Regions from separate parts of the Sus scrofa genome. Here region 1 is linked to region 2. The links are chromatin contacts, called in public Hi-C maps. All regions are on one chromosome and are shown on one strand. The core of a region is the stretch at or near the end of the contact, and the rest is flanking DNA. Distances in the headings are between cores, read along the strand shown.

The links. Hi-C and Micro-C count contacts between places; a contact is called where the count stands out from the background.
Region 1: a Hi-C map of omental adipose tissue shows a contact between it and region 2, with 1.7 times the contacts expected there. The contact joins two enhancer-like sites. A contact is called at or near these places in 7 of 47 Hi-C or Micro-C datasets (alveolar macrophages, embryonic fibroblasts, heart right ventricle and 4 more) and 1 of 2 datasets of contacts at active chromatin or transcription factors (skeletal muscle).

Annotation. Positions count from the first base shown.
Region 1 is chr10:28,849,686-28,855,370 of Sscrofa11.1, reverse strand. No RefSeq gene overlaps it. Among named protein-coding and RNA genes, the nearest start is that of ZCCHC6, 140 kb to the left of the region's middle. Within about 2 kb of position 1,915, at least 6 of the 83 cell types and tissues checked have an H3K27ac peak or open chromatin away from gene starts, as enhancers often do. A contact at or near this core is called in embryonic fibroblasts and omental adipose tissue, where this site is marked.
Region 2 is chr10:28,698,992-28,704,512 of Sscrofa11.1, reverse strand. No RefSeq gene overlaps it. Among named protein-coding and RNA genes, the nearest start is that of GAS1, 190 kb to the right of the region's middle. Within about 2 kb of position 1,567, at least 20 of the 83 cell types and tissues checked have an H3K27ac peak or open chromatin away from gene starts, as enhancers often do. A contact at or near this core is called in embryonic fibroblasts and omental adipose tissue, where this site is marked.

The DNA of each region.
Region 1 (5,685 bases), core at 666-3,165, 150 kb before region 2:
GATAACAGTCTGTCCTAATGTTAATAATTCTTGCAGCCAAGGAACACATGTTCTTGAGTCAGATGCCCTAACAAATTGATGATCCGAGTTTCCTGTGGATTATTTTTCAGGCATGAGAAATTAATGGTCCAAGCGTAATCCCATAGTTCAGCTGGAGATTTTAGCAAGTTTTCCCCAGAAAGTTGTCAAGGAAATCTCAGATGGACACGGTGTCCCAGGTTGTGAGGCAGCTCTGAGATGGGGTTCTGGGTCTGGGCTGTTTATCAAGGAGGGTCCTTGGGGTGGGGAACGGGATCAGGAGTGGGCAGAATGCAGGCACACAGCGGTCTCCGCTGACTCCATGTGCACTCTGGAGCTAGAATGGCCCTGCAGAGTTGGCCCACATTGGGCTGGGATGGATCAGTGATTACATATGGACCACCTTGGGGAGGGGCATGACTTCAGATGAGTCAGCTTCTGCAAGCTGAGACAGTCCTGGGAAGGCCCCATGGTGAAGTTGTAACCGAGCAGGACCTTAAGAATAGATCTCCACTCATGTTCTCTGCCTGCCTTCTGTCTGCAGAAAACCTTTAGACAAAGAATAAATTTAAGAGTTCTCACTGTGGTGCAGCAGGCTAATGATCCGGTGTTGCCACAACTGTGGTGGAGGTGCAGCTGTAGCTTGGATTCCATGTGCTGTGGAAATTTCCATGTGCTGTGGGTGTGGCCAAAAAAAGAAGAAATTTAATCAGAGAAATGAGACAATGCAGAAAGGAAAACAGTTAAGCCAGACAAAATAATAATACTTCAGTCATTAAACAAAGTCAAGAATCTTTAGCTCACAGCAATGCTGAATCCTTAACCCACCGAGTGAGGCCAGGGATTGAACCCACATCTTCATGGATACTAGTCAGGCTCATTTCTGCTGGGCCACAATGGGAACTCTGAGAGTTGCTTTTTGAGCACTGACCCAAACCTCTGGGAGTGTGCGCCACTCCCACACCTTCTTCTTCTTTTTTTTTTTTTTTTGGTGTGTGTGTGTTTAGGGCCAAACCAGAGGCATATGGAGGTTCCCAGGCTAGGGGTCAAATCAGAGCTGTAGCCTCCGGCCTATGCCATAGCAATCCCAGGTGTGAGCCGAGTCTGTGACCTCCACCACAGCTCATGGCAACACCAGACCCTTAACCCGCTGAATGAGGCCAGGGATCGAACCTGTGTTCTCATGGAAACTTGTCAGGTTCGTTATCACTGAGCCACAACGGGAACTCCCTCCCATACCGTCTTCTGACAAAAGCCATCACTTTCTCTGTGTATCAAATCCTCCTTCTAAAAAAGGAGAACACCTAAAGCCAATTCGAATTTGAAAAGAGACTTCAACCCAGAGGCCATGTACTGTCTTTGATGCTTAGCTTTGCCATTTCCATTGAGAAGGCTCCTCAAGGTTTTGTTAGGATCCATCCTCAGATGTTTCTATATTGCCTAGTCCCCAGCCTTTGGCCCTCCTCAAAATGGGCTGGCTATCTGTTTGTTGTTGTTGTTGTTGTTGTTTGTTTGTTTGTTTTTGTCTTTTAGGGCCAAACCTTCGGCATATGGAATCTTCCAAGCTAGGAGTCAAATCAGAGCTGCCTCTGCTGGCCTACACCACAGCTCATGGCAATGCCGGATCCTTAACCCACGGAGCAGAGCCAGGGATCAAACCTGCAACCTCATGGAACTAGTCGGGTTCATTACCACTGAGCCACAATGGGAACTCCGCTGGCTCCCTATGGAGGGCCATGAAGCAGGGCTCGTATCTGTGACTTCTGGAGGAAATGTCACTGAGGGTCCTTTACTACCCAAGTCCTGTCGATGTGGAAGGATCTTAGCCCTTCCCATTGTAGCATCCGCAATAACAGCTGCTTTGTGTTTTCTGCTCAGATTCAGCTGAGGCTCATCGGAAATCAGATCTGATGAGGGCCCTCGTTCTGATGACTAGGCTAACCTCATCCGATCGGATTTCCAGTTAGTCAAGCTGGTGGCTGAGTCCTTTGTCCTGTTGTTTCCTTGAGACCAATTTGGAACTTCATGAATAATCCATGGGTATTAACCAGCTGCACACATACGGGCATTTCCACTGCGTCTTTGCCGTGGAATTTTAGATGGTTCCGATGTCATCCGTAAGCAATCAGGAAGAGCCAGGCTCTGACTGAAACTATCTAGAGAACTTTGAGGGTCCTTTCAAGTTTCCAAAGGGAAGGCATAAGTGGTCATAGCAGGGATATTTCCCCTGGAGAGTCTTTAACGTCATAGTTGGCAGCTGTATTACAGGGACGAAAAGCATATGAAGATATTTCCCCAGTTATTTGAAACAAAACTTTATGCCAGCTTCTTTTGGTTCTGCTGGTTTCTGTTGTTGCCTTAATCACCAAGTGGTGTGGGTTAAAACAAAAGCCATAATTAAATCGAAGCCAGTTTAGGGGGAAAAATTGGGCAACTCTTTGCTTAAACAGAAGCAGGTGGTGTTGGAATGCTCAGTGGAAGTGAGCTGTGAGGAGGGAAGGCAGATTTTTTTTTTTTCTCATTGAAAACAGTTAAAAATACTTGCGGTCTTTTGTGCCAGGCTGTGGTTGAGATATATACATATACACCTTAATTATATATAGATATGTATGTATTATGTATATACACACATTTATATATATATGAACCTGAGATAGATAGCTATCCATCTCAGTTTCAGAAAAACTGTGATGAAAATGCAATACAGTTTTAATTAGAGAGGGATCTTTTGTGGTAAGAGAGGGTGGAATTTGCTTCTGTGTCTGTGTGTGAGAGAGAGAGAGGGAGAGGGGGAGGCGGAGAGGAAGAGTTTATTTTAAGCGTTGTTGTAAATACAGTTGTTATATTCCAATTAGAAATGTGATTTCATTCCTACTCCATTCAGAAACTCATCTGCGCTGTAAAGAATGCCCATGATTTATGTAGCAAATTTTCACAATGGAAAAGAGGTTGGATGGAAGAAGCTGGCCACCACCTCATTGGCTGCCTGGGATGGGAGCGCTGATCTGGTTGACAAAGTAGGAATCCTATTCTTCCCTAATTGTTCTAGGATTTTCCTTCCTGTGTCTATGTGTTCGCTCCATGGAACGTTCTCACCGGGGTAACAGGTCTCCAGGCACATGAAGAGGAGCCATAACCCAACTGTGAAATGCCCATTTCCCTCAGATATTGCTGCAAGATAAAACACATGATGCCCAGATAAGTTCGAGTCACAGATAAATAATTGATACTTTTTCATTGTAAGTATAACCTAAGAAATATTTGAGGCTAAAAAATTTTTTTTTGGTCTTTTTAGGGCCGCACCCGTGGCATATGGTGGTTCCCATGTTATGGGTTGAATCGGAGCTGCAGCTGCCAGCCTACTCCACGGCCACAGCAACACTGGATCTGAGCCACATTGGTGCCCTAACTGCAGCTCATGGCAACACTGGATTCTTAACCCACTGAGCAAGATCAGAGATCGAACCCGCATCCTCATGGATCCTAGCTGTGTTCTTAACCTGGTGAGACACAGTGGGAACTCCCTGTCATTGGTACTTTTGACTTCATTAAATTCACAAGGATACCTGGATTTTTTATAGCTTCCACTTCTTTTTTTTTTCTATTTTATTTATTTATTTTTGCTTTTTAGGGCTGCACCTGTGGCATATGGAGGTCCCCAGGCTAGGGGTCCAATAGGAGCTACAGCTGCTGGCCTACACCACAGCGACAGCAACATCAGATCCAAGCCGAATCTGCCCCCTACGCCGCAGCTCACGGCAATGCTGGGTCCTTAACCCACTGATGGAGGCCAAGGATGGAACCCACAACCCCATGGTTCCTAGTCGGATTCATTTCCTCTGTGCCATGATGGGAACTCCTGTTTCTTTTATTTTAAATGATTTTTATTTCTTTCCATTACAGCTGGTTTACAGTGTTCTGCCAATTTTCTACTGTACAACAAAGTGACCCAATCTCACTCACACACACACACACACACACACACACACACACACACACACACACATTCTTTTTCTCACATTATCCTCCATCATGCTCCATCATAAGTGACTAGATATGGTTCCCAGTGTATAGCTCCCACTTCTTCATTGACGTAGAGGTGGGTTTCATGATTTCTACTTAAAAAAGGATAATTGGCCAGCCAGCATACTCTCCCACTTATAAGCTACCATTCAATATTTCTTAGTTGAATGCACAGAATAAATGCTAGTAAATTGCCAAGTTCCTTGAGGGTTTTTACAGATGAGGAAAAACAGAATTGTGTCTTGGGAAGGCCAGTTATAAAAATAAAGGCAACTTATTCAAGCCTATGATAGGACCAATGATGTTTAGTGAAATAAGAGGTGAGATGACCGGTTGTGTTTCCAACTCTGAGGTTGTGTTTCCAGCTCTGTGTGACCTGAAATCAAGCACTTAATCTCTCTGGGTCTCATTTTCTCCTTTTGCAAAATGAGCTGGCTGGATCAGATGACTTTGAAGGCCTTTTTATTCCACTGAAAATATGTAATTTTTTACTCCACTAAAAATATGTAATGTTTTCAATAGTCTGTTAAAAATATGTGACTTTTCCAACACTCCAGTGCATTTCTGATTCAGTAACTCGGGAGTCTGAATCTGCAGGAAGTGAGGGCATAAAGGAATTCCTCCAAGAGTATGACCAGCAGTCATTTTATCACTTTAGCAACAGCAGGCTATTTCAGCAGGAGTTCTTTCTTGCTTATTCCATTCGACCACCTAGCCAAGCCTGGTGCAGTTGTGTGGGTTTGAGAAACCAGACAGTGGAAGATAGGGTCTCAGTCTCAGCCTGCTGTGTTCAGGGTAAGGATGGGTGTGGAGAGACACAGCGAACAAGTCAGAACCTTGTGGTAAGTCCTAGACTGTAGACAACGGTGGGTGAGTGTGAAATATAGCACCTATGACTGACTTTAGTTGGTGCTGATTGAATTCACCATAAATTCCAGTATTTCTGGTATCTGGCCACTCTGATCAGAGGCAGTGACAGAATGACATTACTTACTCCTGTTACCATGGCATCATGGACACATGAGCTGGTGTGTGTACCAGTGTGCCTGCGAGCTCACCCACCCACCGATACACACCCATGTGAAAGCTTCCTAGAGAGAGAATGAAAAAGAAGTTTTGAGTACAAAGAAAGCGCAGAGAGAAGCAAAAACAGAGAGCTGCTGCTCAAAAGAGCCACTTCTCATTTCCACTTCTTTTCCTACTCTCTATTATATTCCTAAGATGACGGATTTTAAAAAGGAGTCACAATTGATAAAATACTATGTGTTACTCATAGTTTTAAATGTGCTACACATACTCACTTATTTAATTCCCTCAAGGAGGCTATGCAATAGATACTATATTTAACCCATTTTATAGAGGAAGAAACTTAGGCATCAATAGGATGATTTTTTTTTTTTTTTGCTGTATGTTTAAGGTTTTGTATGTTTTTATTTATTTATTTATTTATTTATTTATTTATTTATTTATTTATTTACTTTTTGTCTTTTTAGGGCTGCAGCCACGGCATATGGAGGTTCCCAGGCTCGGGGTTGAATAGGAGCTACAACTGCCAGCCTACACCACAGGCACAGCAACGCAGGATCCGAGCCCCGTCTGTGACCTACACCACAGCTCACAGCAACACTGGTTCCTTAACCCACT
Region 2 (5,521 bases), core at 318-2,817:
GGATCTGGCATGGCTTTGGCCGCGGCATAGGCCAGCGGCTACAGCTCCGAGTTGAACCTTAGCCTGGGGATCTCCATATGCTGAGGGTGCGGCCCTAAAAAAAAGACACAAAAAATATACTACAATTGTTAGAGCATGCACACTGAAAAAAAATCAGGGACTCACACTTTACAATCTACTCATTTAGACAAGACGGTTCATCTCTCTTCTATTACAGGGACGCTTTTCTTGCGTGATTCATGGCACTGGTTGTTTGCATGTCAGCCAATCTCTTCAGGGAATTGTACCTTGAGATGACATTGATCATGTCCTCTTACAAAGAACGGTGTAGAGCCCATCATAAAATACACGCCTACACGCACACCAATCTGTCATTTAGTGTGTCATTTGGTACATTGCCATCATCTGAAAACAATTATCCTGTGGACGGTGATGCGACAGGATATGAAAAGAGGTGAAAAATGTCCGAGTGAGGCTTTTGGTGGCAGACGGTTTTTACTGCTTCCGAGGGATGCTTCTGCCCAGAAACCAGGGGGACTTTGGGTACAACAATAAGGCCAGGCAGTTGGGTGGTATGGCAGAGCTGCCCAATGAACAATCAGATTTCCGACCCCAAGCTCAGAACAGTCTCAGGGTGGCCTGATGAGCACAACTTTAAAAACAAAACAAAACAAAACAAAACAACCCCCTCCCCTCAATAAAAACCAAACTAGGTCCCTTGCCTCTCAAGAACCATTGAATCAAACTGGATGTGAGCTCTTTCTGGTAAGGTTCCTCCAGCCAAATCCTATTACACACAAGGTAATTCAAGGTTCCTAGAATTTACGGTAAATTTGGCAGAATTTACCATGAATTTGAGGAGCCAAGGAAAATAGCTTTGTAACAGTGATACAAATGTAGGAAGAACGAAGCACAAAGACCATTATCTCCATGCCCTGGGAAGACACTTCTCCCCTCCTTTCCACCTTCCATTAGTCAAAGGCGGGGTGGGTGTGGAAGGTTCCAGTTTTCCTTGGAATGGATTGTCAAAACTTTCCCCTCCAGGGTTGCAACATGTTCCTCTCCAAGCTGCTCAGCACGTCGTCGTCAAACCAGTCTTTGCTTGAAGGACATATGGCATCAACATGAAAGATGTCATATTACAAGCCTCCTCCCCCACCCCAACCCCCGGGGGCTCCCCGCCCCCACTTTCTGAAAGATTTTGGAAAGATGTCACATCCTGCATGGGGTGGGGGTCCGGGGGTGGCCTGCAGAGAGGAGGCTGTGGGGAGCAGGCCAGGGGGCCAGAGACTCCGTCTGGAGAAGGGTCTTGGCTGGTTTCTGTAGAGCAAATGGGGGCACAAAATTATTGACAAGGGCGGTGGGGTCGGAGGAGACAAAGCAGGGGAAACGTGGCTTTTATGGAGCTTGCAAACCTGAACTCAAATATTAAAAATGCTTTCATCAGTCTCCTTAATCCAGAGACATTCTTTTTGGCTTAGATGGGAGGAAAAAAATCAGTCCCTTCAGGGGAAAGGGAGAAGGAGGTAATGAGGATGTGAGTCAGACACAGGGAATTGTTGGCAAATGCGTTTGTTTTAGGAGGCAGAGGACTAGTCTCAGCTGATCTAACGTTGCAGACCACTGATAACACCCGCCGGCTTCTTATTAATTTCTCCCTTTCGTTATGAAAAAAAATCGGTGATTCCATTATTTCCTCCATTAAGTGGGGGAAAGGTGAGGCAAAAAAAAAAAAAAGAACCATTTCTTTCTTGTTCACTTCTTCTCTGGGGAATAAGCAGCACTCGGGCTCCAAAGCTGTGTTTTTCTTTGGGTTTTTTCCTTTTAATAGGGGTGGCAGAAAGTGGTTATAGACATTTGAGGGGAAATAAAGCCTGTGGTTTATTAACAGGGCTGGTTTTAATCAGCCGTGATTTGACGAGGGTAACATTAGAGCTACAACACTGATAACTGATACTATGATTTTCTATGCTTTTAACCCCAAACTGAAGTCTTGTGGATTCACGGACAGAAATGCATTTGTTTCCCTGGCCAGCCAGTGGGGAGTGAGTGTTTTGTGAGGACAGCATCAGAGGAGGGCAGGAGAGGCTGGGGGGCTGGGCTGCCTAAGAGCATCTTCTCCGCAGGAATTCTAGCTGCTAAGAAACCAGACCTGGAGATTGGAGGGCTTTTAACGCCACTGGCACTGAGAGGACGAGGGGAAGGCAGGTTCTAGAAGTAGGAGCCCCTCTTTGCAGACCTGAAGTGACACCCCGGGTCACAACAACTTACATCTTCCCAGAGGTAATAAATAATGGTTCCTTCCCTCTAATAAGAGAGTTGAAAAGTCTAGGCCAGCTTCCAGGCAGAAGGCTGCTCTTTAGGGTAACCCAATCCTGTCCTACCCAGAACAAAATCATCTGGATCGCTCCCACTCAGTCCATTAGTTAGCATGGCCTGTGCCAAAATCACTGCCAATGTCCCAGAGAATTTACAGTTTGACCTTGAAAACCAAGGACAAACTCCTGCATTAGTCAGCAGCTATGGTTTGCCATATCTGCAGCCAGTTGGTGCCATGGCGTTTCTGGGAATGTTCTCCACTAGACTAAGGCACTTTTGTTTTTCAGCATATTTTTTAAAAAGGAGAAACAAAGACTCAGCATTTCCCTTCCTCTGACTGCCTGGCCCCTGGGGGTCAGGGCTGTGTGCAGGCGCCAGGGGACATCACAACCCCTCCTCGCCGTCTGTGTTGCTGTGTTTTCAGGTATACAAGCTGCTCTTCCCAGGACAGAGTGCTTTGTTTATGCAGAGCTTCTTTCTTGTTCTTGGGCTAGAGGGGCACCAGGCACCCCCCATCTCCTCCTTGGTGTTCCTAGTGTGGAAAGTAACATAATGTCTTTTCTATCAAAGGAAATCTTGGTTACTCCATCTTACTCGGGAGTCGCCTTCCTGTGACCCCCACCCCTCCCCTTTCCCTCTTCTCCCACTGACAATGTGTTTCAAATTAGCCAGTGGGGAAGAGTGTGCGCCCTGACCTGACTAACGGGAAGGGGACAGGTATATCACCTGCATTAGGAACAAATAGGGGAGGGTCCTTTGTTCTGCGCGCACACTTTTTGGAGTACCCGTGCCCTTCTGCAGACGTAAAGAGCCTTGTCGAGATTTCTTCTTGCCCATGTGTCTCACTTTCTGACCCTGACAACCCGAGCCAGAGTTATTGTAATTTCCAGCACTAGGGAAAAGGGATGCATAGCCTGGAGGTGGCTGCCCAAGTTGATGGGGGAGCCCAGAGCATGACTCAGGAGGCATCTGAGCATCAGCTCTGTTCCACGACGGAGGTAGCTCGGCTCCTCCCACCCTGCCCTTCCCTCTCTGACCACATCACCCTCCTGTTCCTCTTCTGTGGGGACCTCCTGGGAGGCTGCCCCTTTCACAGCACCAACTCCTTGGGAACCCCCCATCCTCAACCAGGACTCAGGGGGCTGCCTGTGGAAGCCATGTCTTAACACCCTTGGCCAAGAGGTGGACAACCAGCTCTCGAGCCCTAGAGTCTCTCTCAGGCTTAGGAAGTCATGCTGGAGAATCAGAAACATGCATTTGTTAGAGTGGAATCTCTTTAATGACAGTGCTCGGGAGTGCTAGCAACCAAACTTCTTCTTTTTTTTTTTTTTTCATTGTATATAGGTTAAAAAATGGGACATGTATTCTCAATATATTTATATTTATGTATTTACAGATTATATACAGCTACTACTATTACTGGCTAATATCTCAAGGCACAGATAACTATTTTTTTTTCTTTTTTCTATCCATGATGGCTTATTATAATTCCTTGTGCTCTACAGTAGGACCTTACTGTTTATCTATTTATATATGGTGGTTTGTAATGGCTCATTTACCTCTCCTCCACCCCCTTTCCCCTTTAGTAACCAGTTTTTGTTTTGTTTTGTTTTAGGACCATACCTGCAAAATATGGAAGTTGCCAGACTAGGGTCCTATTGGAGCTGCAGCTACTGGCCTACACCACAGCCACAGCAACTTGGGATCTGAATAGCGTCTGTGACCTACACCACAGCTCACAGTAACCCTGGTTTCTTTAACCCACTGAGCGATGCCAGGGATCGAACCTGCATCCTTATGGATACTAGTTGGGTTTGTTATTGCTGAGCCACAATGGGAACCCCCACACTTTGTTTTTTATATGTGTTAATTGGTTTCTGTTTTGCAAATAAGTTCACTTGCATTGTATCTTTTAGATTTATTAATTAAATTTTTTATTGAAGTATAGTTGATTTACAATATTGTGTTAGTTTCTGGTGTACAGCAAAATGATTCAGTTACATATTTATCTATGTCCATCTAGCTATTTATTCTTTTTCATGTTCCTTTTAATTATGATTTTAACAAAATATTGAATAGAGTTCTCTGTGTATACAGTGGGACTTTGTTGTTTATCCATTCTATATATAATAGTTTGCATCTACTAACCCTAAACTCCCGGTCCATCCCACTCCTTCCCCTTCCCTGTTGGCAACCACAGATCTGTTCTCTATGCCTGTGAGTCTGTTTCTATTTCACAGATAAGTCCATTTGTGTCATATTTTAGATTCCACATATAGGTGGTATCATATGGTATCTGTCTTTCTCTTTCTGACTTATTTCACTTAGTATGAGAATCTCTAGGTCTATTACTTAGAGTTTTTTTTGTTTGTTTTTTGTGGGTTTTTTTTTTTTGTGTGTGTGTGTTTTTTTTTAGAGCTGCACCTAGGTATATGGAAGTTCCCAGGCTCGGGGTCTAATTGGAGCTACAGCTGCCAGCCTATGCCACAGCCACAGCAATGCCAGATCTGAGCCTCATCTATGTCTTATACCACAGCTCAAGGCAATGCAAGATCCCCAACCCACTAGCGAGGCCAGAGATCGAACCCACAACCCCATGGTTCCTAGTCAGATTTGTTTCCACTGTGCCAAAATGGGAACTCCTAGAGCTTTTTTAATGAAAAGTAAATGTGGTGGAATCTGAAAAAAAGGACTGAATGAACTTCTTTACAGAACAGATACCGACTCACAGACTTTGAAAAACTTATGGTTTCCATAGAAGACAGTTCGGGGGGTGGGGGGATGCACTGGGGTTGTGGGATGGAAATCCTATAAAATTGGATTGTGATGATCATTGCACAACTATAAATGTAATAAATTCATTGAGTAATAAAAAAATAAAAAAAAGAAAAGTAAATATGCCTCAAAGAGCACTAAGCATATCTAATGCCTGGATCTTGGTTTCTAATACCATTTTCTAATAAAAAGAAGCAGGACTCCTCGGATAAATGGTTAATTCTAGGACTGGTGCAGGAAATATATAAGATTGGCCTTGAGCATTTTGTAATGACAGAAAGTAAGGAAGCACTCAAACAAGACAAAACAAAATAGCATAGTAACGGGGGTCTGTCAAAGGAACACAAGAACCAAATGAAAGGGCCAAAGCTGGAACAATTTCAGCAACAAAATAAACACAATACTATAGGGTTATAATCCAAAGTGT